2 separate regions of the Mus musculus genome follow, and region 1 is linked to region 2. A link is a contact called in public Hi-C data. All regions are on one chromosome and are shown on one strand. Each heading gives the region's core, a stretch centred on a gene start, on an enhancer-like site or on the middle of the called end of the contact. The rest is flanking DNA. Distances are from core to core; before and after follow the strand shown.

The links. A called contact is a pair of places that touch in the nucleus more often than the background predicts.
Region 1: a contact with region 2 is called in a Hi-C map of cortical glia, with 3 times the contacts expected there. The contact joins two enhancer-like sites. A contact is called at or near these places in 3 of 484 Hi-C or Micro-C datasets (cerebral cortex, cortical glia and nephron progenitors), 3 of 115 datasets of contacts at active chromatin or transcription factors (the SCID.adh cell line, fibro-adipogenic progenitors and stem cell-derived neural progenitor cells) and 1 of 9 other capture datasets (embryonic stem cells).

Annotation. Positions count from the first base shown.
Region 1 is chr7:73,192,378-73,199,175 of GRCm38.p6, reverse strand. It overlaps Gm20083 (a long non-coding RNA gene), which reads right to left. Exons shown (of 3, transcript XR_882223.2): 3 at 6,744-6,798. Among named protein-coding and RNA genes, the nearest start is that of Gm20083, 12 kb to the right of the region's middle. Within about 2 kb of position 1,990, at least 88 of the 459 cell types and tissues checked have an H3K27ac peak or open chromatin away from gene starts, as enhancers often do. A contact at or near this core is called in the SCID.adh cell line, cerebral cortex, cortical glia and 1 more, where this site is marked.
Region 2 is chr7:73,422,744-73,429,756 of GRCm38.p6, reverse strand. It overlaps Chd2 (chromodomain helicase DNA binding protein 2), which reads left to right. Exons shown (of 39, transcript NM_001081345.2): 39 at 1-3,105. The coding sequence ends at 90. Among named protein-coding and RNA genes, the nearest start is that of A730056A06Rik, 50 kb to the right of the region's middle. Within about 2 kb of position 5,371, at least 49 of the 459 cell types and tissues checked have an H3K27ac peak or open chromatin away from gene starts, as enhancers often do. A contact at or near this core is called in the SCID.adh cell line, cerebral cortex, cortical glia and 1 more, where this site is marked.

The DNA of each region.
Region 1 (6,798 bases), core at 741-3,240, 230 kb after region 2:
ATAGATACTCAAGGGCATTGCAGGCTCTTCAGAGCCAGAACAACACTTAAACAAATAGCAGCTAGTGTGCTTATGAGCTTCAGATGACCTGGGCTCAAATCCTCGCTCTACTGTTGACCAGCTGTGTGGTGGCAGCATGCCGTCTAACTTCCACTACTCCTTGGTTTCTTTTTCTGTGTCGTGGGTGATCATTGGAGTGTAGGCACAGATGCTTTTGATCAGGATAACCAGAGACTTCTTACCATGAAGCTTAAAGGAGAGAACACATGGGGGAGAACAAGGGGCGTCTATAGTGTTCTAATGTCCCATCCCAACAATGGCATGTGGGAATAGTCGGGGTTGCATCTCCTCTGAAGAGAGGTGGGTGAGCTCTGCCAGCCTTCACCTCCCCAGGGCTGGGTCAGCATGCTTGGGTACCTCTTTCTGGCTTTTTCTGGTTTCTGAGAGTTGAAGTCAGGTTCCTGTGCTTGCAAGGCAAACAGAGTCATTTCCCAAGCCCCATTTGGCCATCATTGGAATAAAAGTGAAGGGGGGAAGAGTCTGTTTAGGATTACATTAACCTCTACTTTATTCTCTGGAAACTTAGTAAAGTTTGACCTCCGTGCCTCCCACATGACTCTGAGGGGTTTAATTCTTTGCTACGGCCTCGAATCTTGGTTACTTCCACTCACGGGCACCTTGCCTACCTCCCTGTCCCCTGTCACTTACAGAAAAGGATTGTCTGCCGGTAGCAAACCTTGTGTTGTGGTCAGGGCAAAGCTGCACGAAAACATACAGAGAGGCATTACACAGGGTGCTAGGATCGACTTGGCTGTCTGCCCCACTTTCATCAAGAGCAACCCGATTTCCTGCAGGCCAGGGAAGAGGGCTAGGCAGTGTTTATTTTATTGCAGTTTTAGTCTGTGTTGCCAGTGTTTCCTTCCAGCGCCAAATCTCTTAGATAGATTTCAGCATACCTGGCCTGTTATGTCAAACCCCACCTCCACACTGTGGGGCCACTGGTGAACTTCCAGGTAGGTACATGAGTCACTAGTCTTCCACCAGGGAAGACTTCATAACTTAGCAGCACACTGCAGTGGGAATAAGTTCATATCTCCCTGGGGTTATTTGATTGGATGGGGAAAGACGAACATTTCCCTTCCATACCCATGATCGAATGGAAGACTCCAGTTGAAATGAATGGATAAGGCCTTCCTTTGCAGTGGAAGTAGAGTGATGTGTCTGCTCACAGAGGTGCTACCATCCACTCCGTTACATTTGGCTTGCAGAGTTCAAGGTCTCAGGGGTGCCTCAGAATTCATTGTATCCTTTTGTTCACTACAGACTGGTCAATGGTCAGTGAAGAAATGTCCCTGGAAAGTCCAGGCAATGATGAGTGAGTTCTAGATGGTTCTAGGTTCTGAATTCAGAGACATGAATGCTAGACGTGTGCTGGCCACCTGTCTGACACGTGAATTGAGTTCTTGAAACACTCTAGGGCTCACCCGAGCACAGTGATCTGGGGAAAAGCCTTGCTTTTTCTAGTTTATTCTGAAAGCAGGGCTGTGGCTTTTGCCCTTGATCTATCTGGGTTGTAATCCAGCTCCCTCTTCGCCTGAGTTTGGACTTCTGGGCTTTTGGTTGCACGGAGATGCTTGTGTTAGTGGAAATGGTCCACTCACCTTGTACAGCTGGCTCAGAAAGAGGACTCAGATACAAAAGGCAATTTTGCACAGTATGAACCCAGTACATGCAAAGCCTGATCTGGCACCGTGCCCATCTGGCAACTCTCTTAGTGTCCTGCAACACCAAGGCAGAGCGACCCCTGATGATAGGGACAGAAGAGAGGCCCAGGACACTTGCGCATGCAAAGTGAGAACTGTCAACCCCAGAGCTGCACTCCCAGCCCCAGAGCAACTTCAGAGAGAGAATGAAGATCATTGTCAGCGTCCTCCCATGGGGCTCCTTAATCAGAGCTGGTAACTTTCTCCCACGTGTGCTCCCAGAGCAATGAACTGCTGTTGTTGGGTAATTAGTATCCTGGGCACAGCCAAGACGAGGGTACAGTGAGCGCCTTTGTCTCAGGCTCGTAAATTTCAACACAGGTTGGATGGAACAAAGGTCCAATTCATGTGGGAGACACCCCACATGGGATCGTGTGGACAGAGCCAAGGGAGAGACTCCCTGGCAGCCCCAAGGGTGAATGGTGAACGGGCAACTCAGGCAGTGGAGGGACACGGTGGATGCTCAGGGAGCCTTTGACTCTGGGAGGCAGAAGCTGTTCTGTGCAGTATGGCTGGGGGTAGGGGTGGGGGTGCGGGTGTGAGCAGTCTTTGCTTTGGCAATGCCATCTGCGGTGAGAGAATGCTCGAGAAGCCTGCTCTACAAAGGACCCAACTACATTAGTTACTTTTCTTGTTGTGGAAAGCAGATATCCTACAAAGAATAGTGTGAGGCTTGGCTATAGAGGTTTGCCACATCTGAGTGGTTAAGAAAGTAGGAAGTGGGCCTGTCCCCCAAATCTCCAGGGACTCACTTCCCCCAGATAGGTTCTACCTTCTAAACATTCCACAGCCTCCCTAAATATTACCACCACCTGGTAATCAAGGTGATTCAAACTTGTGAGCCCTCGGAAGATGTCTTACAGTATGGATTTTATAGAGAGAATTTCCCTTTGAACCAATATATGTTCAACGACTACACCAGGACCAGCAAGACAGCTCAGTGGTAAAGACACCAGTCACCAAGCCTGATGAGCTGAATTTGATCCTCAGGACCCACATGATAGAAGGTGAGAATTAAGTCGGGCATGGTGGCACACGCCTTTAATTCCAGCACTTGGGAGGCAGAGGCAGGTGAATTTCTGAGTTCGAGGCTTGATCCACAGAGTGAGTTCCAGGACAGCCAGGGCTACACAGAGAAACCCTGTTTCGAAAAACAAAACAAAACAAACAAACAAACAAAAAAGGTGAGAATTAAATTCTATAACATGTGTGCACTCTAGCATATGCACGTGTATGCACGCAAAGTATGGATGTGTGTATATACAAATAAATATAACAAACTATTTCTATATTTTTAAAAATATGTGTCTGAAATACAATTTGCTATGCATATAATATGTTTTGTCTGTTTCTTGGGGGAGGTCTTATGACTAGAACTACTATTCGTTGGTCCATTTTTGGCACTTGTATGTGAGTATGGTGTGTGTACATGTGTATATGCATGTTTGCATGAGTCTGAGTGCACGTGTGTGGTTGTGCATGCATGTGTATTTGTATATGAGTGGAGGCCCAAAATTGACATCAAGTTGTTCTTGATGGCCCAGAACCTTATTCACTGAGACAGGGTATCTCATTTGAACCCAGAGCTCACCACAATGACAATCTAGCTAGCTTTGCATGTTCTAGGGATTCCCCATCGCATCCTTTCAAGCCCTGGAATTACATGTGTGCCACTATACTCTATCTACCTGGTACTTTCCTGGCTTCTGGGGATCTGAGGTCTGGCTTTCATACTTGTGCAGCAAGCACTTTATGCCGAGTCCTCTCCCTAGCCCCTACTTGTGCTTCTTACGTGTGAAGCACCATGATGGACACTTTATTTACGTGAATAAGAAGCAAAAAAGTGAGTCAAGCCAGACTGCTGTTAGTGTTCTGTCTTCAAGGGGAAGTGGTGACAGTTCCTATCAGCAGGGTGCTGAACATTCACTTGGGGTTTGCTAGAGCAAGAAGAAAGCAAGCCTGAAGTGTCAAAGGGTGAGAACCAGAATGAGGGACCCTTTGTTAGCAAAACATAGCACATTTGTACCAATAGAAATGTAGGAATCAGGTTGGAATGTTAATTTGTTCAAGAGCTAGTTTGTATGGAGGTGAAAATGTAAGCGCCTAAGTGCTCTCTCTCTCTCTCTCTCTCTCTCTCTCTCTCTCTCTCTGTGTGTGTGTGTGTGTGTGTGTGTGTGTGTGTATGCTGAGGGCAAAAGGGAATGCATTCCTTTTGAGAGAGACTCATATATCACAGGCTGGCCTCAACAACTTGCTATGTGTTGAGAGTGACTTTGAACTCCTGATCCTCCTGCCTCTACCTCCTGAGGACTAGGATTACAGGAATGTGCCATCTTTAGTCTTATGTGATGCTAGGGACTGAACACAAGGCCTGTACTCTGCCAACTTTGTCTCATCCTCAGCTCACAAACAGCTGAAGTGAAATTTCTGGTTTCTTTGGAGACTCAGTCGCGTCACGTGATGTCTTCCCGGAGACTGTCTTAGGAGAGGACATTGTGCTGAAGCAGACACGTGGGAGGATGTTTTGTAGGTATACATTTTTCTTGACCTACTTTAATAAGGATTCAACCTCTCCTCCAGCCCCCCACCCACCAGAGCTGGTTGAAAAGAAAAGTCATTAGGACACAGGGGAAGTAGATCTGTTTAGAAATAGACCTTGGGGGGTGAGGTCAAGCATCATTGTCAGGATATCTGCAGTTCAGCCCAGTAGCAAACACCAAATGTGAATCAGTAACTATAGTGCAGTCCTATCAACAGATACCACACATGAACCAGCAAGATCAGTCCAATCCAGAAGAAACCACAAGGCTCGACAACTGGTCCAAGGCTGCAGAAGTGGCAAGAAGCCATAGGAACCTCAGGAGAAGTTCTTAGGCTAGTTTAAGGCATCACCACAGGCAGAGCTCAGCAACACAGTGTAAGGCGCACCAATACATGTGTGTCCTTAGCGAAGAATAGCAAGGCAGAGCAAAGCAAACCAATGCTCAAGCTCCAACTGTCTGTGGGGACATATTTACATTCCGTTGAACATCATGCATCCTTTCATGTGTTTGCCAGAGTAAAACATCCTTTCACCTGTGTCTGCTTCAAGAAAACGTTCTTTGGCGTGTCTGCTTTAGCCAGGCACTCTTTCATCTGTGTGTCCAGCAAAGCATCATTTGATATAACTGACTTTTGAAAGAAACCAGAAGTTTTCACTTCATATTTGTCTGGAAGCTGCCAGGACAAAGGGCATGTGGTGTTTTTCTGGAACAGATGCTTGAGAGGGCACGTGATGTTTGGAAAGAGAATAAGATTAACCCAACAGACAGTGGTCAATGCTGTGTGGCATTGGTTTGCCTTACCTTCTTTGCTCATCATTGTTTGTCATGACTTCATGGAAAGAAATGCACCAAAGAACTTCTTGTGATAATCAGTGGCTTCTTGCAGCTTCGGTGGCCTCAGGCTGATTGGCAGAGCCTTGCAGTTTCTTCTGGCTCGAATTGCTGTTACTGATTGGTGAACGGTGTTTGTGAGTAGATCCAGCTACCACTGCTGATACTGACAGTGAAGATTGGAATCGCCCTACAGAACACATCCCCCTTTGCCCCATTAAGTTTTTCTTTCTACTACCTCTGGTGGGTGGTAGGCTACACGGGAATCTAAAGCTTTCAAGAACTCACAGGGCCCCCAATGGAGGAGCTAGAGAAAGTACCCAAGGAGCTAAAATGGTCTTCAACCCTATGGGTGGAACAACAATATGAACTAACCAGTACCCCCAGAGCTCGTGTCTCTAGCTGCATATGTAGCAGAAGATGGCCTAGTTGGCCATCATTGGAAAGAGAGGGCCCTTGGTCTTGCAAACTTTATATGACTCAGTATAGGGGAATACCAGGGCCAAGAAGTGGGAGTGGGTGGGTAGGGGAGTGGGGGGAGGGTCTGGAGGACTTTTGGGTTAGCATCTGAAATGTAAATGAAGAAATACCTAATTTTAAAAAGTCAAAAAAAAAATAAAGTAGGTTTTGAAAAATATAAGCCTACAAATGTCAAAAAATGTGAACTTTGTGCACCATGAAATATGGTTAAGATATTTTTTTCTGATTCTTATAAAATTTAAAAGCCATTTAATTATACTACAAAAGCATGGAGCAGCAGGCTGGATGTGAGCCTCTGGCTGCAGTGGGCTAGCCCTGCCTACTCTGCACCACATAGTCACTTATCAGACAGACACTTGGGAGTGGAAGAAAGGGTCCAAGAGTGAGTGTCAGTGAAGAGGGGCAAATGGAAAGCTGTTAAGGTAGAGGTCCATGTGCCTCCTTTCCCTGGGAGCATTTGCTGAGATTTACATAAAACCTCTACAGACAAATTAGCATGCACAGCCCTTATTCGGACAGGCCTTAATCAAGTATCCATTTCCTTAGACAAATCACATGCCCCTCTTGGCCTCTCTCGCTGTGTGTTCATGAGTGCGCACGTTCATACATTTGTGTGTCAAAAAAGGTCTAAGTCATCATCAAGGTTTTCTCCGACACTAAAGATAGAAACATGATTTTTCGGGCAACATTTTCCCCGCTCATGCTTTTTCCTTTTTTTCTTGCTCTGTTTCCTTTTCACAGAATCTGTGTGTCATCTTCTCCCTCACACTCTCTAGACAGTTGTCTGTTTGTCTGTCTGCCTGTCTATTTGCAGTGGAGATCTGAGTTTGTAGAATGACTTCTCTAAATCCCAATATCCTGCTTGATGAACTCTCTCCTTTACCTCGTCCTCTAAATTTGACTCGACATCTCTAAAGATGCTCTGCTTCAAAGGTCATAGAGTACTGGTGTTTAAAAACATCCCAGGGGGGTGGGTGGGGGAAAAGAAAACAATCAAAATATCTAGGAGAGGAAAATAAGCTAGCAACATGTGAAGGATATACCATTTCTTTGTGTTGACTTGTAAACCTATGTGCTTCAGCTATCTGGTGAAGAGAGTCTTTTCAAGTTTCTTTTCCTTTTCCTCTCTCTCTCTCTCTCTCTCTCTCTCTCTCTCTCTCTCTCTCTCTCTCCCTCTCTCT
Region 2 (7,013 bases), core at 4,122-6,621:
AAATCACCCTTGGATCATAGGTCTCCTTTGGAGAGATCACTAGAACAGAAAAACAACCCAGATTATAACTGGAATGTTCGGAAAACATAAAGGACCACTCCTGAAGACAGGGAGATCGCGGAAGTCATCAAGCACTTGGGCGTTCTGCTCCGATGCAGCTGTGGCCAGCGGTCAGGCTGCTGAGCCGGGTTTCTGGATATGCTGCTGCTGTTGAATCCACTGACTTGGCAGCTGAAGGAGCACTTGAAGGAGTCGGAGGCCTTCGTCTGCTGCTTTGGTTCGGTCTCCACTCCTGCACTTTGGCCCCACCCACCCATCCTAGCCTCTCATGGCCTCCCACCCCCATGGGTGCTAGGAGGAGGTGACTTTATATACCAGCTTCATTGGGCTGCTTCCTCTGAAGGAATCCTTGAGAGTCAGTGAATGTTCTATCAGCATGAGTGACCAGGGCAAGGACCTGCTGGACAGTGTGTGATTGGTTCACCATGACACGAGGGACGATGCTCATGGGAAGTGGGGGCACAGGGTGGGTTTCACACTGCAAGACTTGAAAGGGGGACAGGTATACCCCTTAGCCCTTAGCTGTGTTATTGGGAGAAATGATACACTTGGTCTCATTATGTGAAGCGGGGTGGGGATAACGAGACAGGGAAATGGCCGCCATGGTGGCCTGCTCCCTGCCAACACTAATGTTCCCCACACTATCTTTGTACATTTCAGAGGTTTGGTCTTCTGGGTGGTGTCCGTTTCCCCTCACTGTCAGGGAAAGCTGGATCCCTCTGGCTGACTTAGAGTACTGTGACTTGGGCATTGCTAATGCCAGCGTGGGGCTTGCTTGTTTGGGGAGTGGGCTAAGTGGGTGTAGGGGTGGAGATGGGGGTGGGGTTATTATAGCCAGGAAAATAGGAATCCCTGGTGGGTTTCTGATTCCTGTGCTGAGAAGGAGAGTCACAGGTCCTGGAGATAGAAATGGAGGTGGCCTGCTGATAAGATACCTGCTGGTGAGCCCTGATGTGGGACATACGTGCAGATAGGGGGCAGGGTTCGTTTACAGTGCCAGCAAGCATGGAGTTGTCAGTATTGGAGTGAGTTGTCGAATTGTAGCTGCATCTTGGTTCCTTTACACAGCTTGAAGGGGCAGCCTGCACAGACTGAAATATCTTGACAGTTGAGATGTGGTCAGGTGAAAAGCTACATCTCCATTACAAGTTGGAACTCAGTAGAATCAAACCTTGTTACTTTAAGATCTGTAGAAATAAACCTAAGTTAATTTTCCCCCAAATCACGAGCATCCGTGATGGGGTAGCCAAGCTGTTAAGGTGGCAGGAGGCTGGTCAGCGTCGGGTTGGGTTGGGTTGGGTTGGGTTGTGGGACAGATGGATTTTATCATTGAATGGCTCTTCTCAGTGTATGGATACTGGGTTGGGCCTTGGGTTTTACTCACTTTCAGTATAGCTTGCCAGTATTGTTAAGGTATCCAAAGCCTTTCTAGATAGAGACAGGAACATTGACTTGAACATATGTATGTAAGAGTCCAGGCTCATTCTGAGTTGATGAAAAGTCTTGTTTGGACTTCTGCAGGGTTTGACTCCCTGGACACTCTGAGTGGGGTGGTCATCCAGGCAGTACTATTAATGACCTCCCCAGGGCAGGCATGAGTTGTGTCCTGAGTGGAACATCTGGCCATGCATGGTTGTGATGGGCCATTGCTTTCGCTGCTTTAGAGCACCACAGACCTGACTGCTGCCGAGTCGGTCCCTGCAGCTAATGCTCGAAGACCTTCTGGGCTCCTCGTGGCACTAGGCCCTTCACCTTGACTGTGTGCATGCATGACCTGCAATAGAGCCCACCAACCACATAGAAGTCCCCTGGCTAGAGTCTGATGCCTGGTGGCTTACCGGACTTCTCAGTCAATTCTGAAAGGTATATTTTGGGCACACAGTGAAAAGTGAGCCATAGATGGAGCTTCTTGCTGATCACATTGACACTGTCTGTGTTTGATTTGCTGAGCTCTTGGATGTTGGGAGTGTAGCAGGCACAGGAGGTACCTCTGCAGAAGGAAGGCGGAGGGTGGAGGCCTTGCCTTTCCATATTCACCTAGGTCTTGTCTTTCAACTTGTTGGTAGAAGTTACAAATTATTCTCAAAACTGTCTGTCTCATCATGAGGAAAAAGGAACTTTCTTTTGTTCCTATTCAGGACTTGAGGTATAGTGCCATAAAATGTAGCAAAAACCCTATCGGCCAGATCAGTGTTACATTGATTCTAAGATTACAGTATGTCCCATCAAACATCTGCTGTAGGTGAGGGAGTGGATTTGAAGAGGGGTTGAAAGAAAGGAAGCATTCCTCTTGCTTTAAACTAGTATGTGCATCAGATGCTTACAGCAGAAGTTTGCACAGGTAAGAGAAGCTGCCAGTGACGTTCTGTGGGGCCTGGCTTTGGGCAGCTGCTCATCATTGAGGAAGTGGCAGGACTTGGAGGAAGTTATGTGTGAATGTTGTCAAGTCCTGAAGTCCTATGATGCACTGTGGCCCTAGAAAACGAAGATGAAGCCTCCACTGACCACTGTGTCCTCTCTGACTTGGCCAGCCTGATGGTCCTTCCTTCTACTCTGTGTAGTCATTCCTAAGCCCCACAGAGGGAGCGCCAACATTTCTCACTGTGCTGCTGAGGTTCTGACCTGGTGTGTCTGACATTGCATCAGGCTTTGCAGAACAAATGTGATTCACTTAAACGTTCACACACAGCAACACTGAAATCCTACAGACCAAACAAACCCACTTGTCAGCAGGAGCCGTGGTCCAGCCCAGCACCTGTGCTCTCGTAGCCGAGGCCAGCCGTGTTGGGAAGAGAGCCATGCCAAGGGTCCAGGCTGCTGTAGTCCACCTGTGCCCTACTCATTTGGGGACAGGTGGTTTTTCTTGTAAACTTGTGGACTTTTGAAACCTGTTGACTAAACAGTAATTAATTTATATTTGTGAAAAATGCCACTGTCCTGGTGATTTCTGATGTAAATAATGTTGTTTATATAGTATGTATTAAATTTTCCTACATTGTAAAACTGCTGTACTTTTTTGATTCTTGTATATTAAAAAGTGTTACTAAGGATTTTTAGAATTGGGCTAACCAGTTACATTACATTCTGGTGTGAGGCACACGCCACAGTCTCCCTCCCTGGCTGGCTGCAAGCTGTGTGTCCATGCTTGTTTACATCTTCGACAATGGAAGCTTTTTAAGTTGCATTTTTGTTATTGGTTCTAAATAGTTTTCTGTCCCTGAACAGCCACAAACCACAGCTGCGTACTTCAGGGAATGGCATGGAGCCATTAAAACTGAGTCATGAGAGGTTGCCCTCATCTTTCACAGTGGTCATGGGGAGCCTGCTTCAAACATCCACCTCTGTCCAGAGAGAAGTAAGACATCAGGCCTACAGCCTACAGCTTTAGTGCAGTTAATCAGTTGGGTTATATACTCTTCTCTTCTTTTCTCTCCCCTCCCCTCCCCTCCCCTCCCCTCCCCTCCCCTCCCCTCCCCTCCCCTCCCCTCCCCTCCCCTCCCCAACTTCCTAACTTCCTAACTTCCTTCATGATTTATTCTCCTTTTATGGGCACTGGTGTTTTGCCTGCATGTATGTTTGTGTGAGGGTGTCAGATCTTGGAATTACAAACAGTTGTGAGCTGCTGTATGGGTGTTGAGAATTGAAACTGGTTCCTCTGGAAGAGAAGTCACTACTCTCAACCACTGAGCCATCTCTCCAGCCCTGGGTTATATATTCTTGAATGCGGAAAAACACTTTTCTTTTTTTAAAAATTTTCTTCTATTTTTTAAAAAAAGATTTATTTATTTATTATATGTAAGTACACTGTACACTGTAGCTGTCTTCAAACACTCCAGAAGAGGGAGTCAGATCTCATTATGGATGGTTGTGAGCCACCATGTGATTGCTGGGATTTGAACTCGGGACTTTTGGAAGAGCAGTTGGGTGCTCTTACCCACTGAGCCATCTCACCAGCCCCGAAAAACGCTTTTCTTATGGAAACAGTGACACAAATGTTCACTTGCAGTTTGGCACAGCGGCAGGCTTAGCTCCAACATGGCCCAGATAGAGGAAAGGTGACCTGGCCTATGTGTCGAAATTGTCCTAGGATGGAGTTTAGGAGAATCTTGCCCAAGCCCAGGGTTTTTAAAACTTGCACATAAGTGTCTTTGAAACAAAACTCAAACCTTTATGGTTCTCTCAATTCTTAGTGCCAAACACACCCATGTGTCCACTCAGCAGGGAGAGGGCGGCCGCTGGGACTCCACCTTGCTAGTTGTCCAGGACCCTTAGGTGCAAGGCCTGGCCTGGCAGGAGGCTGCTGGGTCTATAACGCTTGCGCCTGAGTGGAGAAGTGTGGAGGACAGGTCCTGTGAAGAAACCTGGTGATCCCCCTGCTTCAGGACGCAGCTAGAACAGCTCTGGGAACCTTTTAGGAACAAGTGCTGTGACAATCTAAGTGCTAGTTAGCTGGCTTCGAAGCCCACTGCTGCCAAGATGCCCACCTTCTGGAAGCTGCAGGCCCTTGCCTCCCAGCCCTCCCTAGCAGGGACTCAATGTTTGGTGATCACCACAAACCCTGCTCAATTAGTGCCAACAGAAAGGTCATGTACAAAAACTAAGGATCAGCTGTGTGTCAGAACAGAGTCTGTGGCTTTTAAAGGAGCCGTCCTGGCAATTCCATCAAGGCTTTAACTAAAAGCCCCGTCTGTCATACTTCAGGTCAGAACCTTCTTTGGCCCATGCTGCCTGTTGGCTTGCATGGTTTTGTGGAGTAGGCTGTGGATGTGGCTGGACCAGCTAAAACCTTTCTGTATGCCCCTGATCATAGTGGCACCCTGCCCAGACCCTGCTGGTGAGACTTTCCCTCAGGTGACAGGTCCCGGGCATGTCCTGGACTGTTAATGTGTCCAAGTGGCTTGTCCCTGGCCACACTTCTGGCTTTATTTGGGAACAAAAACAATGGTCTTCACCTGCAGTGTGTGCAGAGTAAATTGCCATACCTCAGAGCAAGCAAGCATGGGGAGTTCACATGAGCTCTCTGCCTTTCCTGGAACTCCTGCTAACTACAGGCACTATTGTGGTGTTTGGGTGGCATAAAGGAATTCATGGGAGTCAGAGTGTGTCCTCCCCACCCCCACCCCATTTTATCTCTGCTGTGAAGCAGCTTCAGTTGCAAATTGGTGTGTTGTATGAGTGCATACAGGGCAGAGAGAAGGCCACCAGGCAGGAGACAATGTCCCATTCTTAGTTGGGGATGGAACCAGAGGACAGCTGGGGAGGTCGGGGTGACCAGGACAAAGCTTGTCCTTCTCAGAGGTCAGGCCTTTCCCAGCACCAAGCTCCAGTGGCTTGAGCAAGAGGCTTCTGTAAAGCCACCGCTTGCTCTGGAGCCCAGCAGGGACAGAGCCATCGAAGAGCTTCAGTGTCAGAAGGACACAATTACAACTAGATCCTGGGGACAGGCTGCTCATTGGAGGGAGTTCTCAACAGAAGCATGGGGCCTGCCTTCTTGGAATTTATTTTAAGTGGGGTGGGTACTCTAGACAAGCAAACTGCAAGCAGACAAAATGCCACCTAAGGGAGAAAAGAAGCAAGATTACAAGATGTGTGTTCTGTTAGCCCCACCAAGGGCCAACAGAGGTAGCCGTGATGGAGGCCCTGCAGGATACATAATATGTGCTTGGCTGGTCACATTGTTAGAGAGGATGGTCGGGCCACTAGACGCACTGAAGATGGAGACCACTCCTGCAACCTGTCCATGTTTGCTTTCTATTTCAGAGATAAACACAATGACTTGTAACTTTAATTTTTTCAAATCCTGTTTTTAATGATGGTTCTTAAACGCTTTAACCTTTCTTGTAGCCCCCCCCCCCTTCAGAGTTAGTAAAAAGGATATGGGGGTGGGGGTAGAGGGAAGTGGACTTGTTTAGAAAGGTTATTTGGAGCAACTCCTGTCTGTTGTCTGGAAATCTGCAGTTCAGTTCACAGGTTAGCAGGCAGTGGCAGCTCCATCCACTCGCAAACACCTCACAGATAAACTACCTCACAGATGCACCAGGAGCCCAGTTCAGAAGAATCAGGTTAGCAACAGCAGTGACACTACCTAGCAGAGACAGCCGGGCCTCAGCCTCAGCTCCAGACAGCAGAAGGGGCCCCGGGAGAAGTTCTCAGCTGTGCATCTCTCAGGGAAGCGAAGATCAGTGAAGACGAGAGACCCACAAGCGTTACACAGCCAGCTGTACCAGCAAGCCAAGCTCTCTTCGTCATTCTGTGGAGTCCTATTTCTACCCTCCAAGCATCACGTGTCCTCCACGTGTCCTGCCTCAGCACATGCATCCAGTCAGCCCGAGTCCTTGAAAGTGGCAACAAACTACAGCACACCGCCACAAGTTTTTGGTGCATTTCTCTCCATGGTTTCCCGACAAATGCAATGTGAGGTGGACGATGCCTGTCATTAGCCAAGAATCCTTCATCACACGTCCTTTCACGTGCTTGCTTTAGTAGAACATCATTTCTCCTGTGTCTGCTTCAGCTAAGCATTCCTTCACGAATCCGCCTTAGCTTTTTACACCTGTGTCCACTTTAATGAAACATTCCTTCACGTGTTTGTCCTAACAAAACACCCTCCAACTGTCTTTCCAAAGAGTCTTCATGTTTCACTTCATTGACCAAAAGCAACTTGGGGAATAAAAGGGTTTGTTTCATTTTAGCCCTTCCAAACATGCAGAGAAGTCAGGGCGGGAATTTGAGGCAGGAACTGAAGCAGAAGCCACAGGAATGGTGCCTACTGGCTTGCCCTCCGTGGCACACTCAGCCCTGGTGGTCCCTTCCACCCACCGTTGCCTTGGCCCTCCTACATCATCATTAATCAAGAAAATGCCCCTACAGACTTGCCTATAAGCTAATCTGATGGAGGCGTTTTCTTAATTAAGGTTTCCTCTTCCCAGGTGACTCAGGCTGACAGAAAACTC